Regions from separate parts of the Arabidopsis thaliana genome. Here region 2 is linked to region 1. The links are chromatin contacts, called in public capture Hi-C maps. All regions are on one chromosome and are shown on one strand. Each heading gives the region's core, a stretch centred on a gene start, on an enhancer-like site or on the middle of the called end of the contact. The rest is flanking DNA. Distances are from core to core; before and after follow the strand shown.

Evidence for each region. Capture Hi-C pulls out chosen DNA fragments and counts their contacts.
Region 2: a capture Hi-C map of seedling shows a contact between it and region 1, with 5 times the contacts expected there. The contact joins the promoter of AT4G06534 here to the promoter of AT4G05497 in region 1.

Annotation. Positions count from the first base shown.
Region 1 is chr4:2,776,389-2,782,584 of TAIR10.1, forward strand. AT4G05497 (RNI-like superfamily protein) reads right to left here and starts at 2,451. Exons shown (of 2, transcript NM_179199.2): 1 at 2,061-2,451; 2 at 1,335-1,902. The coding sequence starts at 2,413. The coding sequence ends at 1,515. It also overlaps the pseudogene AT4G05495 and the pseudogene AT4G05500.
Region 2 is chr4:3,352,739-3,358,814 of TAIR10.1, forward strand. It overlaps AT4G06534, which reads left to right and starts at 3,797. Exons shown (of 1, transcript NM_178980.2): 1 at 3,797-5,424. The coding sequence starts at 4,132. The coding sequence ends at 5,349. It also overlaps the pseudogene AT4G06532 and the pseudogene AT4G06533.

The DNA of each region.
Region 1 (6,196 bases), core at 1,201-3,700:
TCAGTTTTATGAAAATTATAGTTTTTAACAATGTTTGATATTTGTTAAAATCTTCTATATAATGAAAAAATAGTATTTTTCAATAAAACATTTTTTATATAGTTAGTTAATTACATTATATGTGATGGTCCAACATTAGGATCTAAACCGTTGCAGAACAACAAATGAACACAACACTTATTGATGTAGGCAAAACTACGAAAACACAAAAAAATCTTTGTTTAGCCTTCAGATACCCAAGAATCTAACTCTTCTTGCTTCGCTGAGAACTCTCAAGTACGTCTGCTTCGACCAAAAGCTCAAGCAACTTCATCAGAACTCTGATCCTCTTTCTGAAACTCTTCTTCCGCTATCTTAAGAACCTGAAGCCAACCACTACCAGGACATCACGTCAAGATAATCATAAGGAACAGCTGTTTTCAAACCAGGAAGCACACTGAGACGGCTCTCACCAATCCTCAATTCCAATTCCTCACATTCTCCATGAATCTTCTCAAGTTCTTTCCATGTATACATCAATGGCAAAGTAGAACCACACCAAGTATTGATTTCTATTAGCTTAACCCTTCTCTCCTTCGTCACTTAAACATCAAAAGTGTAACTCTCTGATTCAAATTCAAACCTAATCTTATCATCAAAGAACTCTTCTACCAACCCCTTGAGCAACTCCTTCTCATTGAGAAGAACAGGGTAAAATGTAGTTACCTCACGCTGGCAAATCCCAACAAGCTCGTTAGATTTCACAAAGCATCTAAATTCCATCTCAGCCTTCAACGAAGGGTACCAGAAGCCAAAGATTTTCTATTCCAAAATGTAAGCCAAAGATTTTCTATTCCAAAATGTAAGAGCAATGGATTAACAGTGGCAAACCAAAAAAAAAAAAGAGAACACTTTGTCTTGTTTAAATCAGGACCATGTAGAAACAAAAAAAACATTCAAATCCATAAGTTGAGGAGAACACTTCATCAACAAAACTACTTAGATCAGCCCTCTCCTCATTAACGTACCAAAAATAGTGATTTTGCAACAACTCTGCTGGAAACATTGTCATCTTCTCGAACACGCAACTTGAAGATCCTAAGCGGTTAATGGAGCTTTGTTCAGCCTAGATTTCCTTGGAAAGACGCAAGGGTGGTGATATTTTGGGGAAGATTGAGAGGTTTAAGGCAGTCTTTAAACTTGGTCCTCTCTCACACTCATATGCTGTCAAAGTCTTATTTTCTGTGTATAAAATTCTACAATCTTTTTTTGACTATTGTGTGCATATATATCATTATCATCTCTAGTTCATTTAAATATGTATGGTCAAATGTTGCTCCCTTGGTTTTAAAGGTCTGATATAAAATATTACATAGAAAGCCCACTTAGGTTCATGGAGAATCCAACATAAATTTGTAAGAATAGGTGAAAAAAATATATGATCTAAATGAGAATTACAAACAAACGAACTGAATCTAGCAGTACCTCTCATGAACTAAATGGGGGCGTCTCAAAACTTTAATCCACTCAAAACATCACTTCACTATATCACCTACAATGTTAATGTTTAAACACTGGTGTAACCCGAGGTTTTTCAGGTGAGGACAACCTTCAAGAATGGCGTTCAAGCCCGTCTCGGATAATCCGTTCCTGAAAAGCTGGAGGTGGCGAAGACCGGGCATTGTTTCAGCGATTGCTAGAGCAACCTTATCACAACACTTAACATCACCCGTACAGTTTAGCTTTAATGTCCTCAGATTTGGACAAGACTGGCCTACAACTTTTAACTCTTGTTCTCTGATTGATGACTTGTATGTAATATCAAGTTCTTCAAGCAATGGGAGCTTCATCGCTGCTTCGACAACTCCCCTGCTCAATACTGGAGCACAGTCAACAACTCCAAGCCGTCTCAGATTACTTGATCTACAATATAGAGAATTATAACATGATCAATAAGACTTGTTCTCGAGTTACTCGCAGAATATATACCGATAAACATTATTGAATACTATGTAAACATTAAACATATCAGAATTCATACAAAATTTGCGTGTTTGTGAGTTTTAGGGTTTAGAAAGAACCTGTCGGCAATGTAATTGAGGAACGAAGTGTTCACCAAGTAATCAATGTTGATCTCAAGCAAGCCTCCCTGGCTGAGATCAACGGCGCGACAGCACAGGGGCTCGATAACGTAAAACAATTCTACCGAGTTTACCAAGTTTTCCTTGATTCTGATGTCGATTTTACGCCACATCGATGGGTCTTGACAGACGCGTCGCCACGATTTGCACACTCTCTGAGCGTTTTGAAGTATCTCAATCGCACCGAGTCGGAGCAGGATCGATGACGTCAGTTCCGGCGGTAGCTCCGCCCAGTTTCTATACTCTCCGTTCTTCATAGCCTGAGGGAAAGGGGAAGAAGACGACGAAGACATTCTAAAGGATACAATTGCCGTATCCGTCTCTGTTTTACAATTTAGTTCCTCACGGTAAAACTTATTTTATACGAAACTAATTTGGGCCAAGCATACTGAAATAATGTATTGGGCCTAGGCCCACAATACTGTTTAGACCTCAGAAGATTAACAATCTGAGAATCCATTTGATTGTTTTCTACTCCTAAACCCGGTAGAACAAAGGTGAAGAATAATAATGTAGATGAAACAAAACATTCAACACTTTTATTAACAAATTGACTTGTAACTTGCAATGCATATATTCCCAAATACAGTAAAGAGTAAAATCAATTTCCAAAAGTGCATTCACCAAAAGTAAAGAGTAAAATCAATATCCACTCTTTTTCTTTTGATAATTTGTGAATTTTTACACATTACCAAAAGGATTGAACAAAAAAAAAAAATATTACCAAAAGGAAAAGTTATTTACAATCTTATTTCTTTTTATCACCTTATATTCTGTTCTTGTGATAGTCCCGGACCAATGAAATCCGGGGCCCCATTTAAATTACGAAAACAAAATATTTTTGTCTTAAAAACTATAGAGTAAATAGAAAACCAATTTAAACAAAATTTTGAATTATTTATTTAATTGTATATTAGATTTATAAATATTTTGGATCACACAATTATTTGTGATTTATATGTATAAAACTAACTATTTTCTCTTATTATCAAAAATTAATATATGCATATTTAACTAAAATAAAATTTTTGTTGGGCCCTTTTAAAATGGGAGCCCCATTGGAATGTTTCATCTTCATGTGTTATGGTCCGGCTCTACTGATAGTCAATTATACAGTTAGGTGATCACGTAAACAATCATTAAGAGTCTACTAGCTAGTGATTATTGATGATGTTGTGATTTGCATGGGGACACCATACCTTGTGTTTTGGACATTGTTGATATAAAGATCAAATGAAATTGGTGATGAAACACCAAGGGAAAAGTGTTACACGATTATATTCTCTCTATAGCTACGGGTCTACTCAACATTTTTTTTAAGCTATCAATCGCAAGGCTTTGGATTGATGCTAAAATTAGTGGTTTTCATAAGTAAATTTAATTAATTATAATATTATTACTTTTGATAGTATGTAACTAAACAATCGTGAAAGTAATGTACCAACTAAAAAAAATATAAAGACCCATGACATCGTTCTCGAACGACTTAAAATCACGCCCTCAAAACTTCTTAAAAAAGTTCAAAGGAAAGACACTGAAACTACCAAGAAAGGAAACTGAAACTATTCATAAGTCAAACAACAAAGGTGTCAATTGTCAAAAACAAAAAACAAAGCAACAACAACAAAGGTATTTCCGCAAGATTCAGAAAGATTCAATATCTAGTACCAATGATAGTCGGTTTCATTAAATTGTGACCCAAATGTTGTCACCGCACCATTATCTGAGCCATCATCTGAATCGTCATCTGAGTCATTGGGGCATCTCAAGTCTTTGATCCTCTCAAAACATCGTTTCTTGAGATCCCCAACAAGGTTGATGTTGAAACACTGGCGTAAATCAAGGTGTTCCAGGTGAGGACAACCATCAAGAATGGCGTTCAAGCCCTTATTGGTTAGCCCGTTCCCTAAAAGCTGGAGGTGGCGTAGTTCAGGCATGCTTTCTGCAATTGCTTTGGCATTATCATCAAACCCACTATTTGAAAACATGATTTCAGGGGCTCGGTTTAGCTTCAGTGTCTTCAGATTCGGACAAGACCGGCCTATATCTCTCAGAGACTCTCCTGAAAACAAGCAGTATGAAACCTCAAGGTATTCAAGCAACGGTACTTTCGAAACTGCTTTGGCAACTCCCTCATCTGTTATTGGAAAGCACCTTACAAGTCCAAGGCTTTTCAGATTACTTGACCTGCAAATAATTGTTACTAAAAAAGTCAAAAACATAACCTTATTGAGAACACTTCGTTGACAAAACCACTAAGCAAACCAAGGTGCTTTATCAGAGATTCAGTAGAAGGATATAGAACAGATAAAAATAAATCTAGTTTAAAAAGAGTGACACAAAATCCTCCAATCACTTATAACTTCAGAATTAGCAATCACTCGAACCCTTGGATTAGCACCGATCACTCTTAGCCCTATAGTTAGCAAACACTCTAACCCTAGTATTAGCACCGACCAAATTCTCTTTAACATGGAAAGAGAGCTAGGGAGAAACAGAACCTGTCAGCTATGTACATGATGAGATCATTAGTACCGTAGTACCAAATCTCGATCTCAATCAAACCACCGTGGCTACGATCAACTGCGTGACGGCACATTGACTCGAGGTCGTACTTGAAGGCTGCCCTATCATTGCGGTTATCTATGTCGATCTTCCGCCACATCGAGGGGTCTTTGCAGACTCGATGCCACGGTTTGCACACTTTTTGAGCGTTTTGAAGTATCTCAATAGCGCCAAGACGAAGTAGAATCGATGACGTCAACTTGGACGGAAGCTCCGCCCAGTTTCTCAACTTTTTGTCTTTCATCAGCGAAGGTAAGGGAGTTGACGACAACGAAGACGACGAAGCAATTTTTTTAGGGTAAATAAAATTGTCAGATCTATGAAATAAGAAGAAGTGGAAGTTACAAATACAATTTATGCCCTAATTAATCTTCACGAGGGCAAAAGCAATAAATACATTTATTGTCACCCAATGTTGAAGAATAATTCAAACACGGTTTGGGGATTTCAATTTCTGTTTTAATTGTAGGACATAATGAGACGATGGGTTTGATGGGTGCAATTACGTTTTTTTCTTCTTCTACAGATTCATGTAGTCTCATTCTGAAAAAGTATCAGAGACAATCATTGAAAATCAGAGAATAAAGTACCATTAAGCAAATATGTTTTTGTTCTCTGTTCGACACATATGTTATAACAACAATGTAGTATCACACCTATGTTCCATCATCTCTGTTTCTGACACTGATCAAGTCAGCGCCAAATCTCTAAACAACACTCGGACACTTCCATCAAAACTATCAGGCCTATATCCATAATATATCTATTTGATAGCTGAAAAGTGAAAACTAATGCTAGTTCCAACAGAAACTAAATATTGGGGCACGAAATTAAGTCAAAGTAAACCAGGTGAGGACAACGTCAAGAATGGCGTTTAAGACTATGATGGTGTCTGTTCCCTAAAAACTCTTGGGTCCAGGCCTGAAATTACACTCATCCGTTAAACGTGGTAAATGACCGGCATTATATATGTGAAGCTAAATAAATAGGCTCAATATCAATAAGGAGAATGAAGACCTCTGACATCTTAAACCTTGTGACTTGCATTGCATGACATACATGTTAAATCTGTTTTCTCAAAAGCTTTACAAAAGCAGAGAGGGACACAGGAGTCAACTTTAACTACTGACCTAACAAAAGAGAGAACATAAACGCTTTCATTACCAGTTGCCACTGATACTGTCTTGCATTCTTCAAAGTGATCAGATAACGTACCCTTATTTAGTCATAATAAGGGTTATATACATCGCTATCATCTGAGTAAAAGTCGTAGTCGTCTTCTCCTGCTGAATATATATCGGAAGAGGCATCAAAAGGGGAATCAGCGGTTGAGTCATCAGGGCGTCTCAAATCTCTGATCCTCTCAGAACAGCGCTTCTCGAGATCCCCGAGAAGGTTAATGTTGAAGCAGCGGCGTAAATCAAGATGTACCAAGTGAACACAGTTGTCAAGAATGGCTTCCAATCTTAAGTTGGTCAGTCCGTTCCCAAAAAGCTTGAGGTGTCGTAATT
Region 2 (6,076 bases), core at 2,547-5,046, 580 kb after region 1:
TGTCAGCCATTTCGAGTGGTTGTTGTGGTATTAGGTTGGTTGTGTTTCTCCTCTCTTTGAGTTCGCGAGCTATGCGGTCGATGTTGTCGTTGGAAAGGAGTTTGCATACAGCAGAGGTGTACCTGGATCAGGAAGACAAAAAGAAAAACACACAGTTAGCAACCGAATTGAAAATTGAAAAAGAACTTTATCTAAGCAAGTCTGAAATCTCAAATGTAACAAACAAACACCCAATTGGCAACGGCGCCAAATTGATAATAGGTTTTTAAGATCAATTAATCCTAAATCATTATCATGTCGTTGTAGTACTAAAGGTTGTCAATCCAAATGGGTGTGATGCTAACAATCAAGATGTGATCAGAAGTCACTAACTCAAGCCAAGCAATAACAGGTTTTGGTGTGTTCTAGCAATCCTAAGTGAACATGCAGAAAACAGAAAATCAAGCAGAAACAATAAAACACTCGACCAACACAGCTCGTTGCAGAGCACTGGGTGTGGTCGAGTGACAGGTCGAGTAACAAACAGAAAATGTAACAGGGATACTCGGCTGCACAGTCTATTGCCAGACAACTGGGTGGTCGAGTACCAGGTCGAGTAACAGTAAAGAATTGCAGGAACTAAGCAACAGATGACAAGATGCAGTTAACAATAGTAGAGTAAACAATAAAATCAATCAGATAAAGAATTTCCGAGGATGGGGTAATTGAGTAGTTTCGTTTCCTCAGTTTACAGGTGATTGACATGCTCAATAAATTATCTCTAGACAACAAGTTCCTTAACCAAATCTAAGTGCCACCGCAACAAAGACCCTCAAGTTAACCTAGTCCCAGACTCAATCACCATTGACGAGAGCTAACCTAATAGGCATTACGAATCAACAAGTTAAAGCCAAAACGCTCCCCGCAACCAATACCTTGGTACAGGGCCACGAATCTCTGGAATTAGTGGTTCAAACATTTCATCGAACACTTTTTGGGCGCGGAAATGTTTGGGCTCAAATTCCAGTTGATCAGAAAGCAGTAAGCATTAAGAACAACTAATCCAGAAAGGATCTATCAATCAAACTCAACCACCTAGCATACTGAGAATTTTACACTACTCTAACCCATCCTCAGAAACCTATTCACTACTCATACATCATTGAAGAAAGCATAAACGTTGAATGGAATGAAAACATGCTAACAACAGAGTAATAGCAAGATGGTAATAGGATGAACAACAGTAAACGAAATCAAGAACAAATATTGAATACTGAATACTGAATAGATAAAGAGAAATCCGGATTACAAAAGGTCAAGAACACAGTGTCTGCGGAATAAAACTTAGATAAGAACTTGTCCTTGAAAATGTAAAGTACATGCTACTTATAACAAAATATTCTGAAACCCTAATACTCAAAACGACGCAGTATTGGGACGGATTAAGAACTGTACTCGACCCAGGTGGTCGTGTGAGAGGTCGAGTGATAAGCTCGAGTCTTCTTTTTCTTCCTTGTTCTCGAGTGTCTGGTTGAGTGCGGAATGAAGAAGACTCTGAAGCTGGCAGTCGAGTATGTAGTCGAGTGATAAAGATGATGGTACTCGGCTTGCTGGTAGAGTAGTGTGATCGAGTGAAGGTGAAGTGGTGGAGGTGATGATACTTGACCAGGGGGTCGAGTGGTGTGATGAGTGTCTCTCTTGGCGATACTCGACTTGGGGGTCGGGTGGTGACGTGAAGTGCTGAGGTCTTCTCCTCAACCAAGGGGTCGAGTGGTCTGTTGAAGTCGTGAAGCGTCTACTCGACCAGGGGGGTCGAGTGGTTTGACATGATCAGGTCCGCTTCTTCCAGTTAGCTCGTCAACAACTGCAAATCACCTGAAATCAACACAAATATGCAATATGCATGCAAAACTATCCTAAACATGCAAAGTGATCACAAATGATGAGAAATGATATAAAACAGTGATGATATGATGCTAAAGTGATGACAAATGGATGCTCAAAACATGCAAAATACACACTTATCACAAAGGTTTTAAAAATCCTTGTAAATTCTTTTAAAACTCTTGTAAATCTTTTAAAATGATTTACAGAGGTTTTACAAGGGGGTTTCAAGTACTTACATATGTATTTAAAGACTTTATCAAGATTTTAAAGGTTTAAAATGATTTATAAGGGTTTTAACAACTTTACATACCTTTTAAAAACTTTAAGTTTTTAAGAGTTTTTAAAGGGTTCTAAGAAAATATATAAAAAAATTTAAATGCATTTTTGGCTGGGGAAAAATTTGGCTCGGAAAACAATATTTTGGAGAAAATAAAATTTTGGCGGGAAAACAAAGTTTGGCGGGAAAATTTTCTTTTTGAGGATAATTTGGACAACATAAAAAACTATTGTTGCAATAGGGTAATAGAAAAAGGGTACTTTTGCAAATCCCCCTAATTTACATATTTAACAAATTGTGCGGCAATTGTTTTTATAATTTAACAAACCGATAAATATATACTGTGGAAAACCAAATCTCTTTTGCTTTCTAGGTTTCTTCTCTTGATGACATTGTTAAAAAAATAGGTTATCTTCGCATAAGTGTGACGACGAGTTTGGTTCGGTGCCTCCGTGGGAGACAGATCCTCTTTTTGAATCGCATGATGTTGAATGTCTTTATTTTGTGATCCTAATCTTGAAATTTTTGTTTTTAATTTTTAAAAATATAAACTTTCATTGTTGGTGATGTAGTTTTAATAACATTTATACTAATTTATAAAGTTTGAAAGATTAATACACGTCCAAAGGTATATTGTTGGCGACTTTTAAGATTATAGTATTGACATGCATTTACTTGATATGAAGGGTTAAGTTGTAAAACAAAATACCCAATTGTATTAGAATTTTCATAAGGACAATGGCAACAATATTTAGCAGTGTATTTGTTTTCCAGTCATAGCACATAACAATACCTAATTGTATTAGACTTTAGTAGCATATTTTGAACTCAAAAGTTAAGTGTTTAGTTTTGAAGGCATTTTGTTACAAAAATAATTGTAAACTTTTTGTTTAAGTATAGAGCAGCCATGGACGATTTAGTTCATTTTATTTGTTACCAAATTAAGTTGTTGTGGTCTAGTGGTTCTCATTTGAGGAGGGATTGTTGTGTTGGTTTAGGCAGTTTTCATCTTGGCTAGTCAAGTTATATAATGCTTTACACCCATTAGAAAATTTGGTGAGTAGGCTATTCGATGGCTACACTTACTTTAGAGATTAGTCGAATGGTAAAACCTTAGAATACATTTTTGGTATAAAAAAAAGGCACAACTAACAAAATAAAATGTAAAACTATCATTGCGTAAAATTGTTAATTCTGATCGCTAAACGCCATATAATATGCATCATGTATAATTTTGGAAAACCGCATTTTCTCTCTCTCATGTATCTTTAATAGTGACAAAAGCTTCATCTTTCTCTTGTTTTCATAAATCAAAATCGGATTTTTTATCTTTGTTATCTTCCGTCTAGTATGAGTGAAAGCTCAATGAAGAATCTCAAAATATTATCTGTCGACCGACAACGGGAGTTTCCGACGATAAGGTTTGTGATGAAGCGTCGTTCTCCTCACAAGAACCCAAATTGCATAACACGTGTCTTAAAACTGTCGTCCATATCTTGTACTGTTTTGTAATTAGTGGGCTTTATTAGGCCTTCCTTCGTACTGAATATCTATTTGAGTTTTATAAAAAATTTGTGACGACAAAAAATATATATACTTCATATAAAGCTGTATATGATTGAAATATTTATAGTTCTACGGTTTTCTTGTAAGCAAAAGTGTATGGTTTCACTAATGTGGTTTTGGTCTAGTGGTAAATCTTCCAAGTAAAAATACCGAATTTCGACGTTCGTTGGAAAGAATATTTTCTCCAAAATGAATTTTACAAGTTATGGTTCTCGCCTCTATAAAAAATAACGCTTTCAAACTTGAATTTCTAGATATTAAAAAATATATATATATGTATATGGTTTTCCCAAAATAATTATTATCATTATAGTTTTCTGTCTCTTGTACTTTCTATCTTCCAACCGTTTTGAACGGGTCCGACCATCACCTTCTTCTCCCTCCATCGCTCATTCTATCTTAGAAGTTATTCTATCACAGAGATGCTTCGTTGGGCCCATTTCACCGCAGGGATCGTCTCCGTTGTTGTGCTCTCTTCTCTCCTTGTAGTCTTCCTCCGTCGCTGGTGCTGTCTCCGCCGAGAGATCACCACAACCCTTAAAGCGGCCAGTCCCATTCGAAGCGATAGCTTCCAGGCTAGAATCTCAAAGCTCCACCAGACGAGCCTCATCCACCAGCTAGATACTTCCGACATCAAGCGTAGAGGAAATATCAAAAACTATTCAATCTCCAGAACCGCCACTGCCGGAGGATTCCCATCGAAACCTGGCCTATTCATCTGGACAGACCATCCGGCTTTGGTGACCGAAGCGGTCGAAAATGGGTGGACAAGGTTCGGATTCGCTGTCCATGAACCGGCTCCATTGGTGAGCGGGGCCTCCCCGGGGTCAGTTCTTCTAGGGCTTTGCACCACGGCAGGAAGCGAAGATCCTGGTGTTGTAATCTCATGGGAAGTGTCAAACGGCTCCGTGGAATTCACACAAACGATCAAATTTAATCAAGCGTTCAACGAGACGGTCAACGCAAAAAAACACTTGATGATTCTCCGAGCAGGTTTACCACTTCCCGGACCACAACTCATAAGTTCTGCTTTCCCACAAGAGGCTTACTTTGAAATAACAATCCTCGAAATCACCCAACACCACAGTGGTGAGGCTGGTGACGTAGGTTGTGACTTAGTGGAAGGTGAAAAAACTAAGTTGTTCAAGAACCAAGGACTAAAACTTGTCAAAAGAAGTGAATGGGATGGAAAAAACGAAGAAGCCGTTTTGTCTCTAGGACTAGCGACTGGTGGTTCCTTCGGCGCGGGCGAGACACGACTACCAGGAAAATTCCCGGCTTCTATTGGGTTCCAATCGGACGGTGCCATCTATCTCGATGGTACGTACTTATTTGTCTATTTGCATCATTTAGTTTCATTATCCAATAATGGATCTTCAAATTTTTTACTTCTGAGAAAGTCAAAGAAATTTTGTGGAGAAAGTTTTTGCAAAAAAGTAAACGGTAATATAGTAAAATATATGAAAATTGGCTGTCCTTTGAGAATTTATATATTTGGTAATGAAAAATGGAGACCCACTAAGGAATATAAACGTCGTGGTACAAACCAACCTTCCACGTCATCTAGAAGCCCCAATTCGTATCACACGTCATTGCTTTGGTTGATTAAAGACAAACAAGGCAACAACTCTTTTTATTAGAATATGATCCTCGCTCTGCGTTGACTTTTGCTTCACTGATTTTTCATTTTTTGTTTTGTAAGAATTATTCTTTTGTTTTGTGTCACGCTGTACTGAAAATTAAAATATCTATATATACGTTTTTCAGCTATTTTAACAAATAAATTCTCAAATTAAAACTTATTTACCAAAAAAAACTATTCATATTAATTATTATTAATTAATTAATATTTTTAATTATTAGCATTTATTTTTATATTATTATACTTTATTAAATCTAAAAAGGAGAAATCTTAAGATTTTATTAATATAATATTTTATTAAAGATAATAAACTTTAAAGATAAATATTTAAAGTTTATAAAATGTTTAGAATATTTAACAAAAAACGTTTAGAATATATATAATAAATAAAATCTATAAAATTAAATAACCATTTCAAAAGAAAATTTTTAAATTGATTTGAATTATAAATCTTTTAATAAAAATTTTTAGAACCAAAAAAGAAAAAATAACTTTTAATTTTACAGAACTGGATTAAATGGTGGGAAAAGTTTAGAATATTATAATATATGGATTTCATAACAATCAAATAACTATTTGAAAAAAAAAATTTAAATTAATTTGAATTATATATCTGTTAAATTAAAATATTATTAAAACAAAATGTTTAATTTCAATGAACGGGGTTAGATGGTATAACAGGTTTGGATCGACAGTAATATGAGACGGTATACCATAGTTAAAAT